Regions from separate parts of the Xenopus laevis genome. Here region 1 is linked to region 2. The links are chromatin contacts, called in public Hi-C maps. All regions are on one chromosome and are shown on one strand. Each heading gives the region's core, a stretch centred on a gene start, on an enhancer-like site or on the middle of the called end of the contact. The rest is flanking DNA. Distances are from core to core; before and after follow the strand shown.

Evidence for each region. Hi-C and Micro-C count contacts between places; a contact is called where the count stands out from the background.
Region 1: a contact with region 2 is called in a Hi-C map of the XTC cell line, with 1.7 times the contacts expected there. The contact joins the promoter of ly6g6c.L here to the enhancer-like site in region 2. A contact is called at or near these places in 3 of 4 Hi-C or Micro-C datasets (the XL177 cell line, the XTC cell line and animal cap).

What each region holds. Positions count from the first base shown.
Region 1 is chr8L:66,372,724-66,378,808 of Xenopus_laevis_v10.1, forward strand. ly6g6c.L reads left to right here and starts at 3,226. Exons shown (of 4, transcript XM_018230159.2): 1 at 3,226-3,325.
Region 2 is chr8L:66,334,424-66,340,053 of Xenopus_laevis_v10.1, forward strand. csnk2b.L (casein kinase II subunit beta) reads left to right here. Exons shown (of 7, transcript XM_018230156.2): 7 at 1-26. Among protein-coding and RNA genes, the nearest start is that of csnk2b.L, 12 kb to the left of the region's middle. Within about 2 kb of position 2,433, at least 1 of the 7 cell types and tissues checked has an H3K27ac peak or open chromatin away from gene starts, as enhancers often do.

The DNA.
Region 1 (6,085 bases), core at 1,976-4,475, 39 kb after region 2:
AGGTATATTTATGATTATGAATTGCAAATAGCATCACCATGAGAATCCTGACAAGACTGGGCAAGTTAGGCATCACCACCCAGTTCATCAGAAACAATCCACCAGGCGTCATGACAAGTGCTAAGGCCTAAAATGGCACAGCACTGTCTGATCAGTGACCCCACTAGAGCCTCCCACAGCACATGGGTCCATGGTCCCCCTACTAACAACACTGATGGCAGCAGAGAGCTGGATAGAGTGGAAGGTTGAAGATAAAGCAGGCAGAAAGGGTTTAAGGAAATAGTGAAAAACATAGAAAGGGAAGCACATTCAGGCAAAAGAAAGGAACTGTTGTAATGAAGAGAAAGTAAGAGGATAGTTAAAAATATGGGGCTAAGGCAATAAGAATCGATATTTGGAAGGGAAGTGAATAGGTTTCAGAGCCAAATGGTGTCTATATAAACAGGGGGTGATGTGGCACCCAGGAGTACAGGGGCCCAGTGGAGACCTATAAGTATTGAAATTTCAGTAAATGTTTGCAATAGAGGTCATCATACCTGGTTTAGTGGGTTCTTAAAAAAATGTTTATTTGGAGCCAGTAGCTTCTACTTAGACCTTTCTAGAGCTGGAGATGAGAGCACTGCATCTTTAGCCTGCACTTTTAGTTGCACATACAGTTTGCCGTCTGTTTGCCTGAATTCAGGAAGAATTATTTGCTTTTGATAAAATCCCTTTGATCTGTTGTACATGTAAATGTTTTTTTCTACATGATTTACACTAACTTTGGTATACTTATTATTTACAATATGTGTTTTTAACATAGCACAAGGAACACTGATTTGGCCCCTTACCACCCCTTGTGTATATGCAGCAATGTGAAATCCACTGTGCACATGTTAGGGCTAAAAATTCAGGGACATAGCTAATAAATGCATGTTGCAGGGCTGCAATGATTGCCTCTACAATAAACTGCAATCAATGCAGCTGAGTTTTATACACATGTCCCTGAATTTAAAGTTATCTAGAAACTCTACACTGGCAGACAGGCCAGAATATGGAATTTAATCAGATTCCATTGCTGTATATATGGACAGGCCTGTGGTGGACCGAATCAGGAAAAATGGCAGTGCCATTAGCCTTAGCTGTTTCTGCGCATTCAGTTGGCACTTTAAAGTTTAATGCGTCTGTTATGTTGAAAAACAAGTAAAATAGGTTTTTATAAAACTGGCAGACACGTCAGGAAATAGCCATACTGTAAGTGATCTGATTTTTTTTTAAGATGAGACAAATTCCAGTACCAAACAGGATCCAACTATTTGCATGAAAATCAGGTCTCATCCAGTTTCAATGAGAATCTTGTTGTTACTACTGTTTTGTTACTTGTTGTTATTACTTATTTGGCTGATAGTGTTAGACTAACAATGTATGAAGTTGTAAAATATTCAGACCCTCACAGTTAGATTCTCACATACACATTCTGTGGGGACCCATGGAGCATGTGCAGGGGAGATGCGCCAATGAGGCAAGTTGTAAAACTGAGCAGTTTACAGGAAATCTGGCTCTTCTAGTGATGGTAAGTGGCGTAACTAGAGTGTGCAGGGCCCCCCTGCAAAAAAGTCTTCAGAGGGGCCCTGCGCACTCCAATCCCCATCCTTCCCTCCACTTCTTGTCCTGCCTCCACCCCACCCATGCCCTCTCTGACTCCGCCCACTCCTGGCCGACTTGCTTCCCCTTCCTTGCGGTAAGAGAGAGCACTGGGGAGTAGGTTTTTTTTTTATTAGCTATAAAGGAGGCAGACCCCACAGTCTGGGCCCCCCTGCGACTGCAGAGTCTGCTTCCACTATATATTTACGCCTCTGGATGCGACCCCCCTCCAGATTCCCTCCAGTGTAGGAAAGGTAAGCATGGGGGGACAAGGGGGCGGAATTGTAGGAGCCATCTCAGGCAGCTCCTGGCCCAGAAATGGCCCTGAGCTTGTGCATTGTTCTAGGTGGAGGTCATAGCATTGGTGCTCATTCCATATATAATGGAATGCTCTTTTTTACCACCCCCCCCAGACACCCCTGACACCCACTTTAGTCTTAATGAGAACTGCATAATCCAGAGATGCCAATAGGATCACTGCAGAAAATGGATTTGAAGGGTTGCATTCAAGACATACAACATAAAACCTATTTAGAGCACTACATTAACTCCAGGAATACTATTTTTCCACTTGTTTTCATTCTTTGTTCCCATCTTTTAGTTATCCATTGCCCTCCCTAATGTTCTCCGCAATTCCATACATAACATAAGCCGTTGCTTGTGCGTCCCCTGGGCTGAATCTTGCATGCGTTCCACAGCAGGAGAATGTAGGAGTTCATGAAGCCCAGTCTCCTCTATCACTGTGCCGCAGGGAAGTGTGAAACACAGAAATGAACTATAATGTTCCTGAAATAAAAGAAAAATGTTTAAAGGGATTCAGGAGAACAGAGGGTTGGTAATTGCTGCCACTATAAGGAAAATTATTCAGACAAGTCTGAAGGTTACCTGTAGTGTAATTGCACTTAAATGAAACAATGTAAATTTTAAATATTTCAAGTACTTCTGCAAATGCATGAACCTAGCTTAATGACCTCTGTAAGTGTTTTATAATAGCGTACTGAGTTTTTACAGTAAGCACTTTATCTGCAGTTTCCCTTTGATGCCTCCCATAAGATCCTTGGGCCATACCAAGAGGGTAAATCTTCAAATACAGTATTATATGAGTGGCAAAAACACACAATTCCATCCCCATGCCCAGAAGACAGCCTGGAAATTTCTGCAACTGTGAGTATTTAATCCTGTTGTGCGAGTGCCTCTTTCCATGGCCATTGGCAGTGCTCTCTGAACAGCTGTCAGACTGGGTAAAATCCATGGCTCTGATCATATTAACCTTTCCAATATGACTCGCATAGTGAAAGCTGCCAGACTGGAAATTCCCAAGGACAACTTTCTAAATGACCAGGCTGCCAGTACATTTGTTTTGCAGCCCAAGAGGGGTCATGTTGCAATGAATAAACATGTATCCCTCTTGCCCAGCCTTACACGTCACACACACAGATATATAATTGAATACTAAAAATAGCAACCAAATACAGAGGAGTTAAGGACAGTGTGACAGTAACTGCTCCCTTCCCACCACACCCTGTTATGCATAAAGAGCTAAGAGCTGCTCAGTCTTTACAAACACAAAGGTGTGTCCCGTTAGAATCACCAGTTATTTGGCTTGCAGGCCCCTCCCTTAGGAGCTGGGGTATATAAAGGTGGGCTACACCTTCCCCCAGCACAGAGTCTAGAGCACTGATCCAGCTGCAGGGAACGTCTGGTAATTTTAACTATCCAATACATTTCCTACTTTCCACAATTCTATGTGCTCCAATCATTCTCTACCTGGGACATATCTGGTGGTCTGCCTTATTTGAGCTTCTCTTTGGAACTTTTACTCATTCACTTGGGCATCCCTGAAACTTTACTCTCAAGCAGGGCAAAAGCAAGTGCCCTAGGGCTTCATAATGGAGTTTGAGATCTCAACTCTCAACTGCTGCAGGGTTTCTGAAAGCTGCTGTTCTGTATATGCGAGAGACCTAGTGTGATACTCCTTGTGTGTTTGTTTGTGAGTCTGTGTGAATGAGCAGTAATTTGGGGAGCATGGCTACCTGTGGCTGCTGCACCAAGGGAACCCACAAAATCTCAATCTGATCTCCTCTGTATCTATTCTGTTAGGAGAAGGTAGGTGTTATTGTTGAGATAGCATTTGCTACAAAGCAGTTTAACTACTAAACTGTAGCACTCAAAGCATGTTTTGTTTTAATTCTCCTTGTGGTTGGCAGCTCTGCCAGGTTTTTCCCAACAAGTATCATCACAGAACATCACATTATATAATTTATAAGAATAGTTCATGCTAAGGAGAGGCTTTGGGTGTTGCAGTTTAGCAGGAGTTAATAGCAGCCTGAGGGATGCAAGTGAAAACTTTTTCTTTCAAGGCACAATGTATTCGCGTGGAGTATTTGAACTATATACATATTCTATTTATGTATTGTGCTGCTTTTAACGACCCTTTAGAATGTTTTTGAGTACAGTTGAGCTGGAGATAGTGTTGTTTTCTTCCAGCCCCTAGATATCCGCTATACTGCCACCAAAGATTGGTTTACCAGAACCACTGTATTCAATTGTATGTAATATTGTTATAGTGGAGAAACAGTGTAATTTGCCATAAATTTTTCATGGGTACCATACCTGCTTTTAGAGCTAAGTTTTGCTGTAAAATTTAACTTTTGTCTGCACCTAAAGGAATGAATATATAGAATCAATATACTGTATAGAATTGAAAATACCAATGGCAAGATCTCTAGCTTTTGCTCCCATCAGTACTGTTATCTGTATACAGTGGTGCTGGAATTTTCTGGCTCATTGGATTACACCCATAAATCCAGTGAAATCAGATAAGTTTCCAAGGAGCATTTTTTCCCCAAAAATTACAACCCTTATTGTGTTGTATATATTGCGATACATTTTTATTATTTGCACACTCTTCTTAAAACAGACCACTAGTTATACAATTTTGTATAAATTTAGCGGCTTGCAGAGATTGCAAATACAAATCTCTCCGACCTGACACTTGGATAGTGTATGCAAAAGATATGGGATTAATTCATGTACATCCCCTGGTAACAATTTAGTTATTTAATATCTGTGATAGTGCATATATTTACAAAAAGGAGTTCAAAGTTACAAAGTTGTGATCATAAAATTGCCAAGTAACCTACCATGTCAAGGTAAACCTCATATGATGGTCGCAACTATTTATCTCCGGTCAAATTTATTTTATAGGCTGGTTGTGGTTAGTGTATACAGGTTTAGATGTATTTTGTTTAATAAACTTGCCCCACCCTGTCCTGGGGACACCCATGCTTGTTTGCCATCAGAATCATTATTGTGCATTGGGACCAGGTTGGAAAATCTCCAAACTGAGAATTCAGGAGCCATTTGTATCCACTGTTGGTTTTATTAATGTGGATTTTCATCTTGCGCCCCATTTTCCCTTCTGCTAAATGACTCCTGATCCACCTTCATTTTTCTTAGCACAAATCTCATGTAATGAGTAGGGATGCACCGATTCCAGGATTCAGTTCAGAATTCGGCCTTTTTCAGCAGGATTCGGATTCGACCGAACCAGATCCTAATTTGCATATGCAAATTTGGGCGGGGAGGGAAACCGCGTGACTTTTAGTCACAAAACAAGGAAGTAAAAAAAATTTCCCCTTTCCACCCCTAATTTGCATATGAAAATTGGGATTCGGTTCGGTATTTGGCCAAATCTTTTGCGAAGGATTCGGGGGTTTGGCCGAATCCAAAATAGTGGATTCGGTGCATCCCTAGTTATGAGATTTCTGTCTGGGGAACTGTGTGCCCTTACTGGGTATTTATCACTAACTTTTTATTTTTCCAAAGAACCTTTGCAGACATAAATGCAACTTTTCAGCCGCATCATGGTCTTGTACTTGTGTTATTACCATGGTAATTTGGTGGGTGCCATATTAGTCAGTAAATCAATGTAAAATGCTGAGGGAACTAAAAGGCTATGCTAGGTTATACCATACAAGCTTGGAATGGGGAATATCATTTTGGGAAATACTTGCTTTTGCTTGAAAATAAAGGATAATTTACTGTGTAGGAATGGGTGCCAGTTTCAATGCTATTCTGTTACAAACCACATGTAAATGCACCAGTGTAGTGACACCAGTGCAGTGTCAATAACAATCCCAAAATGTATCTGAATCCATCATGCATTTAAGTATTTATCTTACTAAAATTAAAGACCTGCCACTTTGTAGAAGCCCAATAATAATTCATTACAAAAAAAACTCCTAACCATAACAACTTTAGATTAGTGCTGCCCAACTCTTTCCATGCACTGGGTCTGTTAGCTGACATGTGTTCATGATTCAGATTATATCAAAATGATAATGTTGAACAAAAACCAATGGATTTTATAGGCAGGGGGCCGAAGGAGGGCAACATCCAGCCAGCAGACCTCCAGATGGCCAGCCCTGGTTTTAAGCATGGTGTGTGGTTATTTTTGCCC
Region 2 (5,630 bases), core at 1,183-3,682:
GTGGTTAAATAAAATTCTAAAGAATCGTTGCTTTTTGGGGGGTTTTCAGTAATGAATACTTTTTTTCATCTGCAGAAAATATATTGGTACAGATATGTATCTGGAAACCCGATTAAGGAAAGACAGAACCTAGTTAGTTACCCAGAACTTGCTTCTCTGAGAGTTGGAGGTATGAATTACTTGATGAAAATTATTGTAAGATAGAGGAAAGATGGTAACCCCCCTGCTCTCCAACACCATCCAATTCCGATTCAATTTTCACTGACAAAGTACTGTGTGCCAATAAATACCAATAAACATACAAAGTGCTAAATTAATTCATTAATTGTTGTAATTGATGTAGTCCCACAATGAAATTCAATCAATTAAAGTGCCAGTGCTAATTTCATTTGCGCTGTCATTGCTGTATGTATCGCATGCCAAGTTCGTTACATGCTGTATATATGTCAATTCATGAATGAAAATAAATTATTAGGAAAAAGCTTCTGTCATAAACCGATGAATTAGTAATGAATTTAAAGTGCTAGTGCTAATCAAAATGCAACCTCAGGCTGCCAGTGATTCGATAATTTAATTATAATTAAAAAATTGCTTGTGCTAATCAGTGTTTTAAAAAAAAAAAAAAGAGTTCATCAATTAAAAAAAAACCCAAACTGTATAAGTAGGAAATAGAAGCTTCCTGGGACCTCTCCACCTCTACTATTTTCTAACAGGTTTGTATTTCTAGACCCTGGGACTCCACATGGGAGAAAGTAGTGCACTGGGGACTGTGGTCTCTGTAGTTTCTATCTGCTGAGGAGAACTAAGCTTCCCTGAAAGATCACAAATCCCTCCGTGCCTTAAATGTAAAGAGATTTGAGTTATAAATGCAGCAAGGGGAAAGGCTGATAATATTCAGTATCCACTACTGAAATTCTATAAATAAAATAACCCGATCAAGGTTCAAAGTATTATTTAAAAACAATTGACCGGAGGCTATGCCAATGCGTTTCGCTGATGTTTTGTCAAGGCCTTGACAAAGCATCAGCGAAACGCATTGGCAGAGCCTCCGAGACCACAGTCCCCAGTGTACTACTTTCTCCCCGTGTGGAGTCTCACGGCCTAGAAATACAAACCTGTTAGAAAATAGAGGAGAGCTCCCAAAAAGCTTCTATTTCCTACTTATATCTCTTAAATGACGGTTTGGTTTTTTTTAATAGAACTTTTTTTTTTTTAAACAGTGATTAGCACAAGCAATTTTTTAAGCAGCCTGAGGTTGCATTTTGATTAGCACTATCACTTTAAATTCATTATGATAGAAGCTTTTTCCTAATTAATGAATTGAGATAGATAGATATATATATATATAGATAGATATACACGGCATGTAACCAACTTGGCATGCAATACTTGCAATAGTGACACAACGCAAATGAAATTAGCAATGGCACTTTAATTGAATTTCATTGTGGGACTACATCAATTACAACAATTAATTAGTACTTTGTATGTTTATTGGTATTTATTGGCACAGTACTTTTTCAGTGAATAAGAATTGGATGGTATTGGAGAGCAGGGGGTTACTATCTTTCCTTTATCTAACTATTATCTGGAAACCCATTATACAAAAAGGCAACCATCTCCCATAGCGAACAATTAAAGCATTTTTTAGTTCTCCTTTTTCTCAGTATTAATAAAAGATTACCTTGTACTTGGTACTAAGCTCCATGAAACCATAGGATAAAACTACATGTGAGAATTAGATCAGATTTTCAAAATGTATCTGATTTTGCAATGCAGCTGCACACAACAGCATGAGATTTGTTGGATTCTACAAAATCTGATCCCCCCTTCCCCCATTGCTAGAATGTAAAGTTTGATCAGATAGTCGGGTGGTGTTGATAATGCATTTACATCCATCAGATTTTATCTCGTCGGAGGAAGACTCAGCATGTAGCGTTTGCATACATCATGTCTGATGGAAAATTTTAGATTTTTTGACCCAAACATTTACATCTGACTTGATGCATTTTGTTGATACAACACCATCCTACAAAATCTCCCATGGCATTCACTTAAGGTAAGGACATTCAAATTATCGAAAGATGCAGAAAACCCCAGGTCGCAAGCATTCCCAATAATCAAGCCCATACTCCCTGTGCTGGATTTCTTTCTCTAATCATTTACAAGTGCTGAAAGAGATACTGATTGCTACCAGCAGGTGTCACTCATTAGCAGACAACCTGTAAAGGGAAAATCTATTTTCAACATGAGTTCATTCCGTTGGGCATATGTAGAAAATATGCATACACACTATCTGGACTTCCAAATATGTAGATATATTTTAACCCAAACATACCTGATTTCATAGAAAACCATGATATTTGACAATTTACCAACATGCAACCCCACCCTTGCTTTGTTCCATTATGAAGTGATGGATTATGGGACATGTGCAGCACACACTATGGAAAGCAGAGGGCCTTCCTGTACCATTCCATCAACATGAAACATAGGGAGGGGTTGCATTACATGAGGCTTAAAGTAAATTCAGAGCTGCTGCCTGTGAACAGAGAGATCAAGGTTTCCTTTCACATCTGTGGTATCGGATATTTTTGTGTAGAAAAAAAAAAATACACTTATATTTCAGGTAGAGTTTATTCAAGTTTTCTAAATAATTCCAACCTAGTGAGCTAATGTCAAAAAAGGAGGCTATATTTGTTTAATGAGGCAAACAAATGGGATTTGAGAAATCAATATGTTCAGTTTGTGCTGCTACTCTCCTTACCTGTCAGACTACTTATTTTCTGCATGTTTTAACTGTGCTGAATAAACAGGAGTAAAACATTTGCTTGTCCACTTATTAACAAGAAAAGATATTGGTGTAGCACAGTGCTGCTTTGATCCCTACAAGTGCTACCGTTGTTTTAGTCTGTATTATGTATTCTAGCTCTCCTTTTTTTACACCAGTAACCATGTACAAAGCTAATACCTGGGTATATCCTCTTAGTAACCAATCCACAAAACACTTGAGCAGTACTTACAGAGAGTTGCAAGCTGTGCATTGTGGGTGAAAAATATGTTCCCCCCACTAATAATCAGCCTTTTATCCATATGTAATAAGTATGCCCAGCATTAGTAACCTATAGCAAAGTGCAACAATTTACACATCAGCATACAATGGAGATCAGTGCCATTTTCTTTAGTAGCCTAAAACATCTGCATTGCAGTTACTCTGTGCTGGTATATGAATTCTAGAAAACAGATAGCAACCAATAAGATTTTGGCATATAAACAGCTGACCAGTAAATGCCACCTGCTGATTGGTGGTTATGGGTTACTGCACCTGACCAAACATAATGGGGTTCATTTATAAAGTTTACATGGTGAACAAATTTCCCCTGCACGTGTGTAAATGTATAAAGCTGAACAAGATTGGTATACAGTATGTAATGTGCAAACACAACTGAGAATCCATGTACAGTATTTTAATAAGTTTGTATCCACTACTGCTAGTAAATGCCTAGATATAATATTGTAAATTCCAGAAAGTTACTTTTTATGCTTTCATTGGGAATTGGGGATAAAAGCTTCGGTTCTATAGGCCATAGGGTGCTGTACATGGTGTAGATTGAGCAAACTTGTGTTTTTCTATTGAAATGAATGATGTGACATTTGGAGATACACAGTGTGACATGCAAGACATGGTTTCATCTGTTTGTGACTCTTTTAAATACAGTTGATGGGGAAGTGTGCTATGGGAGCCACCTGGAAGCTTATGTATGCTGTCTGCATATGGAGTGAATACAAAAATATTTGCACAAGACCTAAAATAATTCCCAATGTAACTTTGACTGAAATTTAAAACAATGCTGCTTTATATGGCATATATTACTCATACGTGGGCAGGGCGTTATTGTCTAGGGAATTATCCAAACCAAATTCAAGTTTTTGTAAAAAATTCTAAGTAAATTTTCAAGATTTATCATACTCGTACCCTTTAAGAATTAGAACTTGGCTATTCGCCACCTAAAACCTGCCGAATTACTGTTTAAGTCAATGGGAGAGGTTCAGGAAACAATTTGATGATTTTTGCAGCTTTCCTGACATTCAATTTTTTTTCTGAGAAAAAACTCAAATCGAGTTTGATCGAATTTGAATCTAATTTGATTCACATTTTCGGGTTGTTTAAATTCGTCCGAGTTTTAATAATTTGATTTTATTAAATTATTATTAATGCATTTCGCCAAGTAGAATTCAGAATTAATTTGAATTTAAGGGAGTTTAAGAAAACATTGATAAGTGTGCCTCCAAGTATAATATGCATCCATTTTGAGAAGTCAGGGGCTTACAACAGTTCTAATAGGCACAAAAGGAGTCATATTTTCTTCTCTGGCAGAGAAATAGTTCAATTTGCTTGAGGAAGGCTTTTTGGACTTTCTCCCAGATTTTGATGAATGTTAGCCCCAGGAATCTCACTTCTGATAAATTATGGAATGGCTGGTGATGAAGTCACATTCATTAAATTCTTCCCAAACAAAAACTAATATTGGCTGACATATATCTGGTTTTCTCTTTCTAGCAAGGATTATTTTAACTTCTGAGAAAAATTCTGAAAAACCTGTATGTTGGCGTTTTCCAATTTGGTCTCTTGGGGTACTTTTATTGCCAGACAGTTTTGTGCTTTTTCACTTTAGGGGCCTTTCCTGGGGGTAGCATTCAGTTTACCCAGGAAAATGATTTATCTTTTTTTCAGGACAGCCTAAGCTTTCAAAATTCCACTTCTGTAACAAAATATAGGCTTATAAATGTCAAAAATGAAAAACAAACATATTTTCCATAATATAAACACATATCAGAAACAATATTTTATGCATGAAAACTGATGTATAGTTTTATGGAGATCTCTGAATTTTATAGGTCAAAAACTCCAAGCAGTACACTACCAAATTTCCAAAGCACTGCTCCAGAAACCACAACCAAAAATTCTACTTTTACCCTAGCAAACCATGCATTTTTGCTAAGAACAGATTCTAAGGAATCCAAAATAACTAAAGATGTCTTTCAACTCTAAACTACCCAGTCACAATGCTTTCCTAAGGTTACCGATTTTAAAAAAATCTGAGATTTTTGAAAAATGTCCAAAGCTTACAGTTTGCCTGATCTTATTTCCCATATTACATAAGGTACCAAGATCAACCTAAATATTAAGGCCAGGGGTCTACTGAAAAGTCTGCTGTCCAATGTGAATAGGTTTAATTAAGTGGCCTCTAGGGGCCCCAAATTGAAGACACCCCATTTGCTGTACGTTTGACAGGCAAAGGGCTAATATTACATCATACAATGAAGTCTATGGAGCCCTATAGCCATAACAATCTTGTCGAGGGCCACATCTGGTCCACGGGCTTGACAGCTCAGCTGTGCACGATACTTTTTTATATTTTTGGAACCAGCGATTAAGCAAATAGAGAACCATTTGAAACATACTTTTTTCAGCACTGGCCTGGTTTTTTTTTTAAATACCTTGTTTTGGCTGCATAGCCAAGACTGGAATTAGTATAAACATGTACCTACTTGCATGCTTAATTATTTTTCTTAAATGCGTTTAATGTTTTTTTATTAGAGATATAAATAGTTATATAATAAATGTG